Regions from separate parts of the Rattus norvegicus genome. Here region 2 is linked to region 1. The links are chromatin contacts, called in public Hi-C maps. All regions are on one chromosome and are shown on one strand. The core of a region is the stretch at or near the end of the contact, and the rest is flanking DNA. Distances in the headings are between cores, read along the strand shown. Region 1 overlaps LOC108350932 (a long non-coding RNA gene). Region 2 holds the start of Ndufaf6 (NADH:ubiquinone oxidoreductase complex assembly factor 6).

Evidence for each region. Hi-C and Micro-C count contacts between places; a contact is called where the count stands out from the background.
Region 2: a Hi-C map of mammary epithelial cells shows a contact between it and region 1, with 3 times the contacts expected there. The contact joins the promoter of Ndufaf6 here to the enhancer-like site in region 1. A contact is called at or near these places in 9 of 12 Hi-C or Micro-C datasets (the A7r5 cell line, the Rat2 cell line, Schwann cells and 5 more).

What each region holds. Positions count from the first base shown.
Region 1 is chr5:28,917,892-28,925,408 of GRCr8, forward strand. LOC108350932 (a long non-coding RNA gene) reads left to right here. Exons shown (of 5, transcript XR_010066493.1): 4 at 1,674-5,146. Among named protein-coding and RNA genes, the nearest start is that of Plekhf2, 18 kb to the left of the region's middle. Within about 2 kb of position 4,885, at least 12 of the 93 cell types and tissues checked have an H3K27ac peak or open chromatin away from gene starts, as enhancers often do. A contact at or near this core is called in liver, where this site is marked.
Region 2 is chr5:28,967,029-28,974,370 of GRCr8, forward strand. Ndufaf6 (NADH:ubiquinone oxidoreductase complex assembly factor 6) reads right to left here and starts at 2,202. Exons shown (of 9, transcript NM_001276441.1): 1 at 1,995-2,202. The coding sequence starts at 2,191.

The sequences.
Region 1 (7,517 bases), core at 3,635-6,134:
TTAATCTTGGCACTCCAGTGGATATCTGAGTTCAAGGTCAGCCTGGTCTACAAAGCAAGTTCCAGGACAGCTAGGGCAACACAGGAAAACCCTGTCTCGAAAAACAAAACAAACAAAAAGTAAGTGGAGGAAGGAATGGGTGAAGTGAAGAAAAAACCCACACACTGAAACACAACTTCAAATGATCTGGAGGCAGAACAGAATGGTCCATAAAAAGAACCAGAAGGGTAGCAGACATAGCCCCTTGCTTGACTAGCAAGAGTCTACCCCAGCACCAAACAGAAAAATCATGGAAACAAAAGGCCCCACTAAGGCAAAGAAACTCACCAGAAATCCCAGAGTTCCCTCTTTCTAGGTAACTTTCCTTTCCCAGTTCTATTATTTAGAACCTTATTCTCTCAAACCTTCAGATTGGCCCAGACCACCTTTCAAGAAGGCCTTTGCTGGGTTGGGGATTTAGCTCAGTGATAGAGCGCTTGCCTAGCAAGCACAAGGCCCTGGGTTCGGTCCTCAGCTCCGGAAAAAAAAAAAAAAAAAAAAAAAAAAGGCCTTTGCTGTAGGCATATATTTTTCACAACCTACTTTAATAAGGTTCAACCTCTCCTCTAGCCTACCACCCACCAGAAGAAGTGAAAAAGAAAGGTTATTAGTATACAGGGCAAGGGATTGTTTAGAAATAGTTCTTTGGGGGGTGGGGGGTGATTCCAATCTTTGTTGTTCTCAGTCCAGTCCACTAGCAAATACAAATCAGCGGCTACAGTTCAGTGCACTCAGCAGACACCACACACAAACCTGCAAGAGTAGTTCAATTCAGACAAATCCACAAGACTCGCCAATCGGCCAGAGTCCACAGAGGCAGCAAGAAGCCTCAGGAATCTAACAGAAGTTCTTTGGTGAGGTTCTCTCTAGGAAGTCACCACAAGCGAAGCTTAGCAACACAATGTAAGACAAACCAATCCATGTCTGTCATCAACAAAGACTAGCAAATCAACACTGGAGCTTCTACTCTCTGTGGGGGTCATATTTGTATTTTTTCTAAGCATAGCACATCCTCTCACCTGTGTCTGCTTTAGCAAGACATCCTATTACCTGTCTGCCCCAGCAAAACATCATCATAACCTGAGTCTCTAAAGAAAGCAGAATTTTCCACTTTACCTTTGAGTGCTCTGCCTGTCTGTAGTCTCGATGCCTACCTTTTCTTCCCCAACAATTCTCCTTCGAGTGGTATTTGGAATTTTCTCTGTGGGATTGTTTACATGGGACTGGGTCACTCCAACCTCCAACAGTGGGATTCCTACAGCCAGGCCCTATTGGAACAGCAAAGCCACCTGCACACCAGAATTGTCTCAGAAACAAACACATGACATGAGTTTGGCATGTCAGAGTCAAGGAAATGTTATCTGAAACAATCTGGTTCCATATTGGGAGGGCACAAGGCTTCTTCCTAGGGTTTCTGGAAGAAAAGTTTCCAGGCCTGGAGCTTAAACCTTCGCGGTGTAAAGGGCGTGTGCGCTGGAGCGTGGACCTTCCAAGTTTAAAGGCGAGTGCGAAGCCAGCAGAGGGAAGAGGAATGCATAGGGCTGGGGGTGGTTGATGTCTCCGTTACAAATTCACCCTTGATCGCTTGCTCAGCAGAAAATTTAGCCCGGCCTTTAAATATTTCTCCTCTGCAGCAGTTATGAACTCTGACGGTAGAGGGCACTGGGGAGACATTGCCGAAGAAAGAAAGGGCTCTGCTTTCTGGTTCTGGTATGTTCTACGCCAGCTCAACTTCTTCTTCAGTGCCCAGCTCTTGCAACACCCACGGCTCTTCTGCCTCCTGGCTCTTTTGTTTCACCAGATTAACGGGCACTTCCCCCAGTACCTTCAGAAAGACACTTCTCCATGAATAATTTGGGAATGCCAGGGACTGTATAGCGACACCTCGCCGCAGCAACTCCTGTCAGTCATAAAACACAAGGTGGCCGATTTTTTTTCTTCCTCGAGTATTCTGTCTCAACCCTAGGTGTTCTCCGTATCTGAATTATTTAGAATTATCTCTACTCATATTTGGGCCATAAAGCCAAAAGACATGATCCTAAATATCATAATCCAGAATGTTGAAATCATGAAAGTTCAATATCCTTAAGTCTAAGATAACAAAAAGATTAAAATTCTAAAATTACACTTCTGGGGAAGATTCAAATTTATTTTAAAAGACTTAGTTACATTTTAAGAGGAGATTTATTTGAGAAATGTAAAAATACAATAGACTATTTTATAGGCCACTTCTTTTTTATTTTTTTTTTTTCTTTAGTGAAGTTTATTTGAATGGAATGGCTTCCAGGCTATGACCAGGCCTGGGAGTAGAGTGGGGGGTATTAGGCAGAAAGAATACAATCATGAAGGTCTAAGCAGGATGTGGCCTTGAAGGACAGACAGGCTTTTTCCTGTAAAGAGGAACGAGGGAGAGAGGCCAGGCAAGAGCAGCTGTTCCAAACCCCAGGAGAGGGATGGAAGGTGGGGGGCAGAGAAATGTCTTTAGGGAACAGCCTTCAGGTCACCTACCTGAGAAAACTCCCCAAATGAAAAATCTGACTCTTTATATCCTGTTAGGAAATTTAATATCACGTGACTTAGTTCAACACAGCAGGCATGACCAAGCACATGGAGGAGCCAGGACCATAAATCATGAAATGGGCCTTTATAGGCCACTTCATATATGAAACACACACACACACACACACACACACACACACACGTGGCAGGGGGAGCATGCACAATAACACACAAGCTTACTACAGAGAATTCCATGATTATAATGGTTGTGAGCAGATGAGCTGTATTCATACATTGTTCAAAATGCAAAGTTACAAGACATGCAGAGTTTAGAAGAGCTGAAGCTCAGGGTCTTCCTCGGTTCCATGACATGTTCAAGTCCAGTCTGGACTATCAACATGGGGGTCGGGGAGCTGGGGAGGTTTCTCAATGGTTAGGAGCACTGGCTGCTCTTCAGAGGATCCAGCTTCAATTCCTAGCAACCACATGGCAGCTCCCAAGTGTGTATAACACCAGTCCCAGTGATCTGACACCCTCTTCTAACTTCACAGATGTCACCGATGTCACCCCCACAGAGACATACATACAGGCAAAATAGTCAGACACATAAAATAAATTAAAAAAAAATGCAAGAGTGGAAGTGGTGGCACAGGCCTTTAATCCCAGCACTTGGGAAGTTAAAGCAGGTAGATCTTTATGAGTTCAAGGCCAGCCTGGTCCTACTTGGGAATCTCCAGGCCAGCCAGTGCTACACAGTGAGACCTCCATCTCATAAAACAAACAAAAAATGCACAATGGACATATATATCTCTTGGTTAATAGTTTCGTGCATTCATCTTTATAACTGTGGTTGGTGAGCGATTTGCATGTTTTGTAAGATAAATAAAACTCACTGGGGAGCATGGATATCGCTCAGTATTGGGTAGAGCACATGCCTAACACATGGCAGTGTTCAGTTCAATCCCAGCACTACAAGAAAGCACGCACGCGCACACACACACACACAATGGGTCGTATCAGGAACACATTGTTTATGCAGTTACTCAAAGAGCCAAGATCTTAAGAAACGTTATCTTTCCCAAATGGAGATATACAAAAGACAATCTCTTTGTCTCAAAGAAAATTTGACATTTGATTGTTTGTTTGTTTGTTTGTTTGTTTTATTTTTGAGGCACAGTTTCTCTGTTAGCTCTACCTGTCCTGAAACTTGCCCTGAAGAGCAGGCTGGCCTGGAACTCAGAGATCCGTCAGCCTCTACCTCTGGAGTGTTGGGGACTAAAGTCATGAGCCACCATGTCCCTACTGAGATTTTAAGATCTTTATCACATCAAATCAACTATAACAATGTTTCTTCACAGAACTGGTTTTGCCAAAAATGCATCTAGAGGATAGACATGCTGATGAGTATCTTTAATCCCAGCAGAGGCAAGTACATCTCTGTGGGCTTAAGGCCAGCCTGGTTTACACAGTGAATTCCAGGACAGCCAAGATGACATAGAAAGACCATGTCTAATTCACCCCGGAATCCCATTCCCCCCACCACCAAAAAAAAGTAAACAACAGGAAAAAAAAAAAAAAAGCATCGAACTAGAGAGATGACTCAGCAGTTAAGCGCACTGACTGTTCCTTCAGAGGTCCTGAGTTCAATTCCCAGCAACCACATGGTGGCTCACAAGCATCTGTAATGGGATCTGATGCCCTCTTCTGGTGTGTCTGAAGACAGCGACAGAGTACTCACATAAAACAAATAAAATCTTTTTTTTAATAAAAGCATCTAATATCTGAGAAGACCTGGGGAGGAAATATATAACATGGTGAGGTGTAGAAAGTAAAGTTGAAGGTTTAACACTGTGTGGGAAGAGAGTAAAACAAGAAGTAAAGCTTACGCATATTAACATATTAAAAGTGTATGGGCTGGAGAGCTGGCTCAGCCATTAAAGGTCAGACTCACAACCAAAAATAAAGTGTGTTTTGCGGGTGGGTTGTAGGCAATCGCCTACAAGTAAGTCCATAGCAGTGGGCAACTATCATTAAATTTTATATAAGTCTTGAATCAGCGAATATCTGCTTTTTTGCTTTTTTACTTTCTTTTTTTTTGGGGGGGGGTTCTCAGGAGGAAAAAAATCTTCAGTCACCTTTTAGATAGTACACAGTGGTTTTCCCCCCACACTTACTTATTTTTGTGTGTGTGTACACGCACCAATGTGCCTCCGAGGCCGAAAGCAGTCATCGTATTCCCCTGGGACTGGAGAACAGATGACTGCGACCCACCACAAGGGCGCTGGGAACCAAATATCCAGTCCTCTGCAAGAGCGGCCAGGGCTCTACCGCTGAGCCACGCCTCCAGCCCCAGCCTGCTAGCTTTACTTTTTATCCGTGATTTGATGTTCGCTGACGTAGCATTCCCTCCCACTTTCTCCGTCTCCCACGTCGCAGCGCGCATTATTTTGAATATACAAAAGTCCGTTCTGCGGGTATTCACGTACTGGCCACGCGTTTGACAGAAAATGGCTGCGGACTAAACGGCAGCAGGTGAACATCCTGTCGCTCCTCACCTCCGTAATTGTGGGACCAGTTAACTTTTCTGGCTTCTTCACACAAGTGCAGTGTAAGTGCATCAAGAACTTGAAGGGGTGTCAATGCAGATAATAAACACACTGAAGTTTCACCCCTGCGGTACCATGCAGCTAATCCCTCCCCACCCCCTCCCCAACTGCCCTGCCCCCTTCCGGAGGCTGGACTTACCGCCCTTTTTTATGTAGCAGTTTCCCAGCAATGTGGGAATTCCGGGTTGGGGGTCTTGATTGAGGTTTTAGGATTTCAGCACTCAGGATTTGAATCTCTGGGGACGATGATCCTGGAGTTCAGGCTTCAAGGATGATCAGCGAGGATTTCAATATTCAGGATTGTATCTTTGGGGGCTTCCCATCATCACTTGGTAATAATCCTTTATTCCAATCACCCATTGAAGTAAAGCATTCTTTAGGCTTTTTTTTTTTTCCCTGAAAAAATGATCCCATAATTATTTTTGTCCCACTGGAAGTAAGAGCAGGCTACGACTGGAATGTCTGAGTTTGGATCTGTCTGAATCGAAAGCTCCCTCTAGCCAGAGCTGGAGCTTCCGGTTTCCGGTCTATGATATCTCGGCACTGGGGAGACTGAGGCAGGAGAATCAAGAGTCTGAATTTACATAACAAGGGCCTATCTCAAGGTTTTTGTTGAACATTTTTTTTTTTTTTGGTTCTTTTTTTCGGAGCTGGGGACCGAACCCAGGGCCTTGCGCTTCCTAGGTAAGCGCTCTACCACTGAGCTAAATCCCCAGCCCCTTGTTGAACATTTTTTAACTTGATTTATTTATCTGGGTGTGTGTGTTGACTTGTGGAAGACAGAGGAAAACTTTCAGGATGATTTTTCTTCTACCTTTGGGATGGAGGGATGTCAGGTACCTTTCCCTACAGAGCCATCTCAGCCAATCTCAGAAGCTTTAAACTATCTCTCTCAGGGGGTACCGCGATTACATAGACTCTTTCCTTTTCTCTGGCAAATCGAAGACTGACACTCATACAAGCTACAAAAGAGGAACAACCAAGGGAACAAAAAAATCCTTACCAAATGCCCAGTCAGGAGGCAAAATGAAACCGTACAGACTCATCACAGCAAAGGGTTAAACCTTACAGCCAACTCAAATTATTTGACTTCAATCTCACATGTCCGGCAACAGGTCGGGGCCAAAAGAACAAAAGTTACAGGGAGACCAAATCTTAGTTCATTGTGGCAGCATGAAGAACTATGCAGGAACTCAGTATTCAAAATGGAATCAAACTAGGAGCGATGGCCCACGCCTTTCATCTCCATACTTAAGTTCTAGACCAGTCAGAGCTATATATTGAGTGCCTGTCTCCAAAAGAAGAAAGTGGATTTAACTGCCTTGTTCAGTTGTGAGTGCCTTGTTGTAGAGATGTTGGGAACAAGGAGCGACAGTTACTGCCCAGATTACTATGGAAGAGATTATCGTGTTACTGCGCTGGGTACTGTATCGTGTTACTGAGCTGCAACTGAATGAGCCCATGAAGTCCCTCCAAAATCTAAGATTCTACTAAGCCCCAGCTAAAGGAAAGACAGGGGCAATGCTGTGCATTGTGTCATCAGGACCTCTGGGTACTGCCAGATGTCATCGGATGCAAAGAACAGACACCAAGTCACCAGATAGTGACATTTAAATACAGACTTCTTGCCCCGTCGAGAACACAATGTATCCTGTGGAATGCAGCAAAGCAATCACTGTAAACAAAATTATCCCGAAAAGAAACATAGTAGACACTTGGCTTTCATTCGGCTGAAGCATGTTTACCTGACTCAGAATTGCATTGTTTCAACGAGTCAGCAAATGAAAAGTGCCCTGAGACTAGGCTTTACCTAAAGGTTGGAGCGAGACGCTGGGAGAGAGGCAGCCAACCCTGATTCTGGATTCTAATCCTGTTTTTCTAGTAACCTTGAGTCGGGCAAGGAGGGTGGGGGGCGGGGGAAGAAAGCAAACGAACTTGATTTTGCTGAACCCTGGTTTGTCCAGCTACAGGAATAAAGAAAGCCACCGTCACACCCCCTTGTACAGTGTGTGAAAATCCAGCAGGAAATGCCCAGGGAAACAGGAAACGATGCACTTGTTGGTGAAGATACTCCAGGTCAGAGCTTTGTGTGGAGAAGTTCCTGCGAATAGCTTACGCTGCCGAGAACTGGATCATCCAGCCAACGTTTTCCAACACCCTCTGAGTTAGTTTCCTTTCTAAAGATGTCCGATTCCCATCTACTTGGCTCTAGTTCTTGTATAAATGTAAAGCGGTGGGTCTGATGGCCTGGAATCCATGTAGTCAGAAGCCATGTAAAGTGGAAAACCTCTAGACCGAACAGTTTATCAGCTGTGATCACCCACCATCATCACCAAAAACGATCTAGTTGCAAAGGCAAGGCGGACGTCTGTG
Region 2 (7,342 bases), core at 952-3,451, 46 kb after region 1:
GAACATAAACCAAAGACTGGAAAGATTATTGTCAAAAGAACACCAGAACCAAGTCTGGCAAAAGTCTGCGTATCCAAAAAATGGGTACAGTGTTTACCCAGGAGGCTACAGCAAGAGATTGCAAGTCCACAATTTCAGGATCTCAAGGGCAGCTCTCGAGCACTTGAGAAGCTTTCTAGGAATAGAATGGCTATCATATAGCTCAGTGGGACAGAGCTTGTCTAGCATCACCAGGCTCTGACCAGAAAGAAAACGGTAACAAAACATGGCAGGGTGACAGCCAGAGTTGTAAACTCAGTCCTTGCTCAGAGTGGGAGGAACCCAAAACACTGGGCGAACACGGATGCAATTGCATTTCTCAGATTCACTTCCCCAATTAAATCCAAGGTGATTTAGTTATTTTAGTAATGCTCAGAAGTCCTTGAAAACAAGCATTTTAAAACCAGATACAGAGGCCGGAGAGATGGCTGACCGCTTAGGAGCACTAGCCGTTCTTCCAGAGGGCCCCTGTTTGATTCCCAACATCACACTGGCTCCCAACAGTTCCAGGGAATCTGATCTGTGGCTCTAGGCATGTACACAGTACATTCAGGCAAAACTACTCATACACGTGAAGTAAACACAACACATAATAAAAACAACAAGACAAAACAGACGTGGCACTTGGGACAGAGAGCAGCAGAGCTTGGGTTTCAGGACAGCCTGGTCTACAGGGTCAACCAAAGCTACAGAAAAACCCTGTCTCAAAACAAACGAACAAAAACCATACTGGATAACTGCTGTTAGCAAGGAAGGGCAAAATGCAGGGGTAGTGTGGGTGGAGGAAAATAAGCCATTGATTATTCACAGGGCTCAATTCCAAGACCGCCCAACCCATCCCCACACCCCCACATGTCCATGGAGGAACTCCCAGATGTCTTTCCTGATACCAGGTGAACAAAACATACGAGGCTGTTCTTATAAATCTCAGGAAAATTTCCTTAAAACTATTAAACTTCATTTTAAAAATTGTATTTGTTTGTATGTGTATGAGTGTTTTGCCTACACATATGCCTATGCACCATGTGCCTATCTAGTGCCCAAGAAGGCCAGAAGAGAGCATTAGATCTCCTGTGGGTGCTAGGAATCAAACCTGGGTCCTCTAGAGCGGCCTGCGCTCTTTTCTTTATTATTATTATTATTATTATTATTATTATTATTATTATTATTATTATTATTATTTTTAACTTGAGTATTTCTTATTTACATTTCGAGTGTTATTCCCTTTCCCGGTTTCCGGGCCCACATCCCCCCTAACCCCTCCCCCTCCCCTGAGGCCTGCGCTCTTAACCGTTAACCCATCTCTCCAGCTCCTAAATGCTCTTTCTTGCGCAAGGCCCTGGGTTCGGTCCCCAGCTCCAAAAAAAAAAAAAAAAAGAACTAAATGCTCTTTCTTAAAAATCCCTTACGGGAATTACAACTTTTAAGGAGCGTTAAATAAGTTGATTTGGACTTTATTTTTGTAAACAAATTTTTAGCTTTGAGGTTGCTTTGTAGTCAAACTTGAGCCTCCAGCCCGTACCTCCTAACAGGATGAGTCAAAGGCGAGCGTGCCAAGTTCTGAGAGATGTGTTTATCCAAAGCACGCTAGGCAAGCACCTTACCAACCGACCTAAAAATCCGCAGCCCCCGTGAGTCACTTTATATAGTACAGCATACAGAGCCCAAAGTCAGTTAACGGTGTTAAAGTCACTAGCTGTCCACGAATAAAAAGTGCTATCCATGCAAAGGGTCCCTTAAAATTGGGCTTCAGGCAGAGTGATGTGTTGAGTTGAAGAAGAAATCCTGCCAGGATTTCATGGCCACGTGCGGCCTCCTCCAAGCACCAGCACGGGGCCCAGCAGAACGCAGGGCCGGGCCGCGAGGAGGCAGCCCCAGGCTCCAGGTTCAGCACTCCTCGTTCCACGGGCTCTGGGCTCTCGGGGATGGAAAGTCCCCCGGGCGCGGCCGCTCACCTCAGCAGCTCCAGGCAATAGAGGTGGGAATCCGGGATGCCCGGCCCGCTGGCTGCAGCCACGCTGCGCCGGACTGCCGAGAGCCTCGGCAGGCGCCGCACACGTTCCCACGGATCCCGAGGCGGTCGGCGACGGAACAGACCAGCCAAACCGAACGGCCTTGGACCGGGGACTGATCCCAGCATGGAGGTCGCCATGACACCTTCTTACGTGCCCTCCGACCCTGAGGCCACGCCCCCGGCAAGCGGCCACGCCCCCGGCAGAGCTCAGCAACTCAGCAGAGGAAGGACGCCACTCAGACCGGAGCCAGATGTCGCTGTGGTCCCGCACACTGGTGATTTGGCTGTCCTCTCCAGCGTCTGCCCTCACTGGACTCCGGAACGCCAAAAGGGATGGGTGCCTCCTTTTCAAAGAAGAAGCGACTGACGTTACATCCCGCCACCCAGAGACCCCCGTCTTCCTTTGGTCCTCTACAAGGGCGCTGTTGACTCTTAGCTTGTAACTGCACCGCAGGAAGCATGCTGTACCTGAATGCCCACTATTCACCCACACACATTCCCAGAGACCTCCCAGCGTGGACCTCAATGAGTGCAACTGACTAGCCACTCTACCTCCAAGAGAAAAACAAAGATGCTTGCGAGATGCAACAGGTTATGCCTCCATTATCAACCACTTGATAATGGATAGAGAGGGAGGGAAAAGGGGGGAGGGGGCAGAATTTACTTTCTTTCCTTTTGTCTTTTCTTTTTAAAAAAGTAATTGGTAACAGTATTATCATTTGCCATTGGTTGTCTCTCACCACGCTCTAAAAGCCCAAGAGGGCAGACTCATTTGTTTTGTTACTTGTGTAACACCAGCCCTAAGCAGGCTGTGACAAGAAGTGTCGAGTGTTCAAAGCCAGCCTACACTACACAGTGAGTTTGAAACAAGACAAAAGATAAAGTTGTGAACCTGAGAAAGAAAAGTAGCCTCTCCGCTAGGAATCGAGCCAAAGCCTTTTGCCAGTGGAGAATTTAGAATTCCAGTATAAGGCTGGAGAGATGGGTCAAGGAGTAAATACAGGATGGGGTGAAGGAGCTCAGAAGACAAAATGGAAGCTCAGAAGAGCAGGAGACAAAAGAAGGCAACAGGAGGCAAACATGTTGAAATACATAATGTACATGCCATAATGAAAGCCGTTATTATATATAATTAATATGTGCTAATTTAAATATTTAAATACAATAGTTTAAAATACAATAAAAATTATACTATACTGCAAATGATATGTTCTTACCAACTATTATTAATTGAATATTCTAGGTATAGTGGCACGCACATATAATACCAGCATTTGAGAGTTAGGAGCAAAAAGATAAAGAATTCAAAGGATACCGGGAGAGATGGCTCAGTTGTTAAGAACAATTGTTTGTACTCTAATGAGGGAGAGAAAGAGAGGATGTAGACTTAGTTGAGTGGGGAAGTGAGGATGATCTCCAAGGAAGTAGGGGAGAGAAAACCAGGACCAGAATATATTGTATGAAAAACCATTTTCAATTTAAAAAACGAAAAAAGAGCACTTGTCACTTTTTTAGAGGACCCTAGCTAGGTCAGCTCCCAGCATCCACATCACATGGTTCACAACCACCTGTCACTCCAGCTCCAAGGAGGAGTGTGGTGACCTTTTGTGAACTCTAGAATTTTAGAGTCTTTAAAAAGCATGGAAATATCACACAAATTTACTTTTGTTTACATTCCAGACTTAAGGATGTGAGACTGATTAGTACTGTCCAGAGCAGCTGACTATGATTTTCCTTGTGCTCTAGCAAGGCATGGTTTTTTTTCCGGCTGCAGATAGTTTCTGTGATTGTGTGACCTTTGGAATTCTGGGAACCTTTCAGGGGGTATATAAATGTTAGGTCCCAGAGAGGCAGGGGGTGATAGTCTGTTGTTGTAGAAAATATTTAACCTCAGTCAAGGGTTTCTACCTCACCTTAGCTCATTCAGTCCCCAGATAAAAGACACAGAACTTCTACATTTGGGTTAAGCCTTTAAAGCACTACAGCTGGGCAGGTGTCTACCCTCTATGCTACTAGTGTCTACTTCTCTGTCAATAACCCCAAGATAATACTTGCCACGTTCCACCGAGGCCACTCTTTCTAGGACTGGACAACCCTCACAGCCAGTTTTCATAACCCCTTTCCCCATGGAGGCTTCTCCTCCACAGGCTCTGTCTCCTCCTCATGGCCTGTGCCTCAGACCTCAACAGAAACTCCGCCTACCTCTGCCCAGCCGCAGGCTGTAGGCATCTTTATTCAACCAATACTTTTAAATTAAGGATCAAGGTTACATAGTATCACTTGGTTATGTGAGGATCTCCTTGTTCCTGAAGGCAGCCAGATTTGGGGGCCAGTATTTAGCATTACAATACACAGCAAAAGACCAAACCTCAAGAGTTGATCATTTAAGGAGGTTGGTTGTAGTTTGTTAGCCGAGGTCAAAGAAGAAACAAAAGGAGAGAAATTAGATTCAGGGATCTCTCCTTCTCCCTCTCTCCCTCCCTCTCTCTCTTTCTCTCTTTCTCCCTCCTCTATCCTTCATTCTCTTCTATAGTGTTAGGAGGAGAAAGTGTGTGTGTGTGAGGGGGGTGGTGATAAAGGGTGGGGAAAGAAGAGTCCACAAAGTAGCAAAGACCAACTACAGAAGAGATCCAACCCCTGCTACCCAAACATACACATAGTTAAAAACTTTGTAATTAAAAACATTGAAAAAGAATTCAAAGTCATCCTTCCCTTCAGTGAGTTTGTGAACCTGGGTGGGCTACCTGTATAAAACAAAGAAAAAGAAGGGGGAAAAGAGCAACTGTGAATATATGAAACTATGTTCTTAGTCAAATTCTCTGATGTCAAAATCTGTCTTTGAACACTAAGTACACTCTCATTTGGAGTATAATCACAACAGAAAGCTCATTGCCTGTACAAGAAAATCGTTAATGACCACAGAAGCACTTTTTACGAAGTTGGCTTTAAGCCAAATTGGTATGGTTGTGACTGTAATTGACCTGCGTTGTGTACGAAACAGAATGGCACTTTTCCCCAGCCTTTAGCCCAATCTTCTTGCTCTTTGGTTGATTAATGTCTTGTTGTTGTTCCAAATATTGCTCCATCTCAGATTCTTCCACAGCCTTTGTTAAGAGATCGTCATTCCTCACGTCAAGAATCAGGCTAACTTGTCACAAAAGCTCCATCCTGTATTTGTATTTTTTAAAATACATTTTTTATTTAAGCATTTTATGCATCCGAGTGCACATAATATTTGCACAGATGCCTGCTTGACAGAAGAGGGCATCAGATCCCATTACAGATGGTTGTGAGCCACCCTGTGGGTGCTAGGACTTGAACTCAGGACCTCTGGAAGAGCAGCCAGTGCTCTTAACCACTGAGCCATCTCTCCAGTCCTGCTTTAGGTTTTTGTTGTTGTTGTTGTTTTGTTTTGTTTTTAATGTCAATAGGAATTAATTTTCTCATAGTTTTCAGATCAGTATACTAGCATTATTTTTTTTTTTAAGTTCTGATATTGGGTTCCCCATCTCTCTGTGTATGTTCCTGTCTGTGTCTGTGTCTCCCTTCCACCATGTGGATGGCATGGATAGAGTTCAGGTTTTTAAGGCTTAGTAACCAGGGTCTTTAAACACTGAGCCATCTTGACAATGCCTACTCCCTCTACAGATCTATTTCTTTTTCATGATTATATGATTATATGTCGTATGCATGGAGGGCTTCCCACAGAGGCCAGAAGAGAGCATCAAACCCCGGGGAGCTGGAGGTACATGTAGTCAGCCATTCAACGTGGGTGCAGCAAACAGAACACATCCAGTAGAAAGGCAGCAAGTGCTCTCGACCACTGAGCCATCCCCCCCCCAGCTCCGTTTTCTTTTACATGCTGTTGCTGTTGTTGCTGTTGTTGCTGCTGCTGTTGTTGTTGCTGCTGTTGTTGTTGTTGCTGCTGCTGTTGTTGTTGCTGTTGCTGCTGCTGTTGCTGCTGCTGCTGCTGTTGTTGTTGTTGTTGTTGTTCATATATAAAGCCCAGCAGAATGGATTTGCTCATTAAGGAAGCTGTGGTGGTTCTCATTTCTAGTTGCAGCCCTTGTGCTGTAGAAACAGGGAAACAGGAGTTCAAGACCATGCTCAGCTGTCTACTGAATTAGAGGCCTGCATGGGCTATGTAAGAGCCTGTCTCAACTCCCTCCCTACCCTACCCCCTGTAGATTGCTGTCTGTAAGCAGGCAAGGGCGGGCACAAGATAAGGCAAGGCCTGTGATTGGGCAGTGAAGAAGAAAGGCGGGCTGAGAATATTAGAGATGGGACAGAGGGTAAGGAGCCTAGAGATGGAGGAAGAGAAGGACTGCCCAGATCTGTGTGGCCTTAAATAGCCACAGGTAGCTATGAATATAAGGGATGGATAATTACAAGACGATTTGTCTTATCCAGGTAGGCAGTTTATATCAGTATCGATTGGCTCTGAGTTTATTGTGTAGATGTTTCGTGGGGTGAGAATTTACTGATATAAATTTGACTGATAAAAAATACAAGTCTCTAGAGTTTTGATTTTTCTGGGGTACAGGGATTTGTGACAGCTAACCGCTAGGTGGGCAGTCATTGCATGGGCCTGGCATGGCAGGGCCGGTCAAGTGGGGCAGAGACATTTCGAGAGCTCTGGGCCAGAGAGGCTGCCGAATGAGACCGCTGGGGCCAGACAGTAGCCCCCAGTAGCATGGGATGGAAATTCCTTTTTAATTATTTCCCACCACACCCTCCCTACACACACACACCAAAAGAGAAAAAGAAAAACACAGGCAAATGCATAAAAAAATGCCTTACTATAACCTGTAATTCAAACAATTACTGTCCATATTTTGATATTTTCCCTTTTTTTATGCATAGACTTGTTTGGTTTTATACATTGCCTGCCCAGGGTTACTTGACTAGTCTAATGTCAACATGTACATTTTACACTATTGTTTTGTTCCTGTCAAGATTTTTATTAAACATCTACTATGTGCTTACACTGGGGATGCCAGGATATATATATATATATGCTCAAAGGCCAGGACGCCAGGATTTTACACCTACTGTGTCCTCCTCCTCCTCCTCCTAGTCGACTGAGACAGTCTTATCATATAGCTGGGGCTCATTACGTAGACCAAGCCGACCTCAAACTCACAGGTATCTGATTGCCTCTGCCTCCCAGAAATCCCTTTTTAATTAGCTCCAGGTGATGGCTGGACACAGAGCATTCCTGTCATCTGTTAAAAAACCAATACAAACAATAATACTGATAAAAACAAAACTCTAGGCAAGTGAAAATTA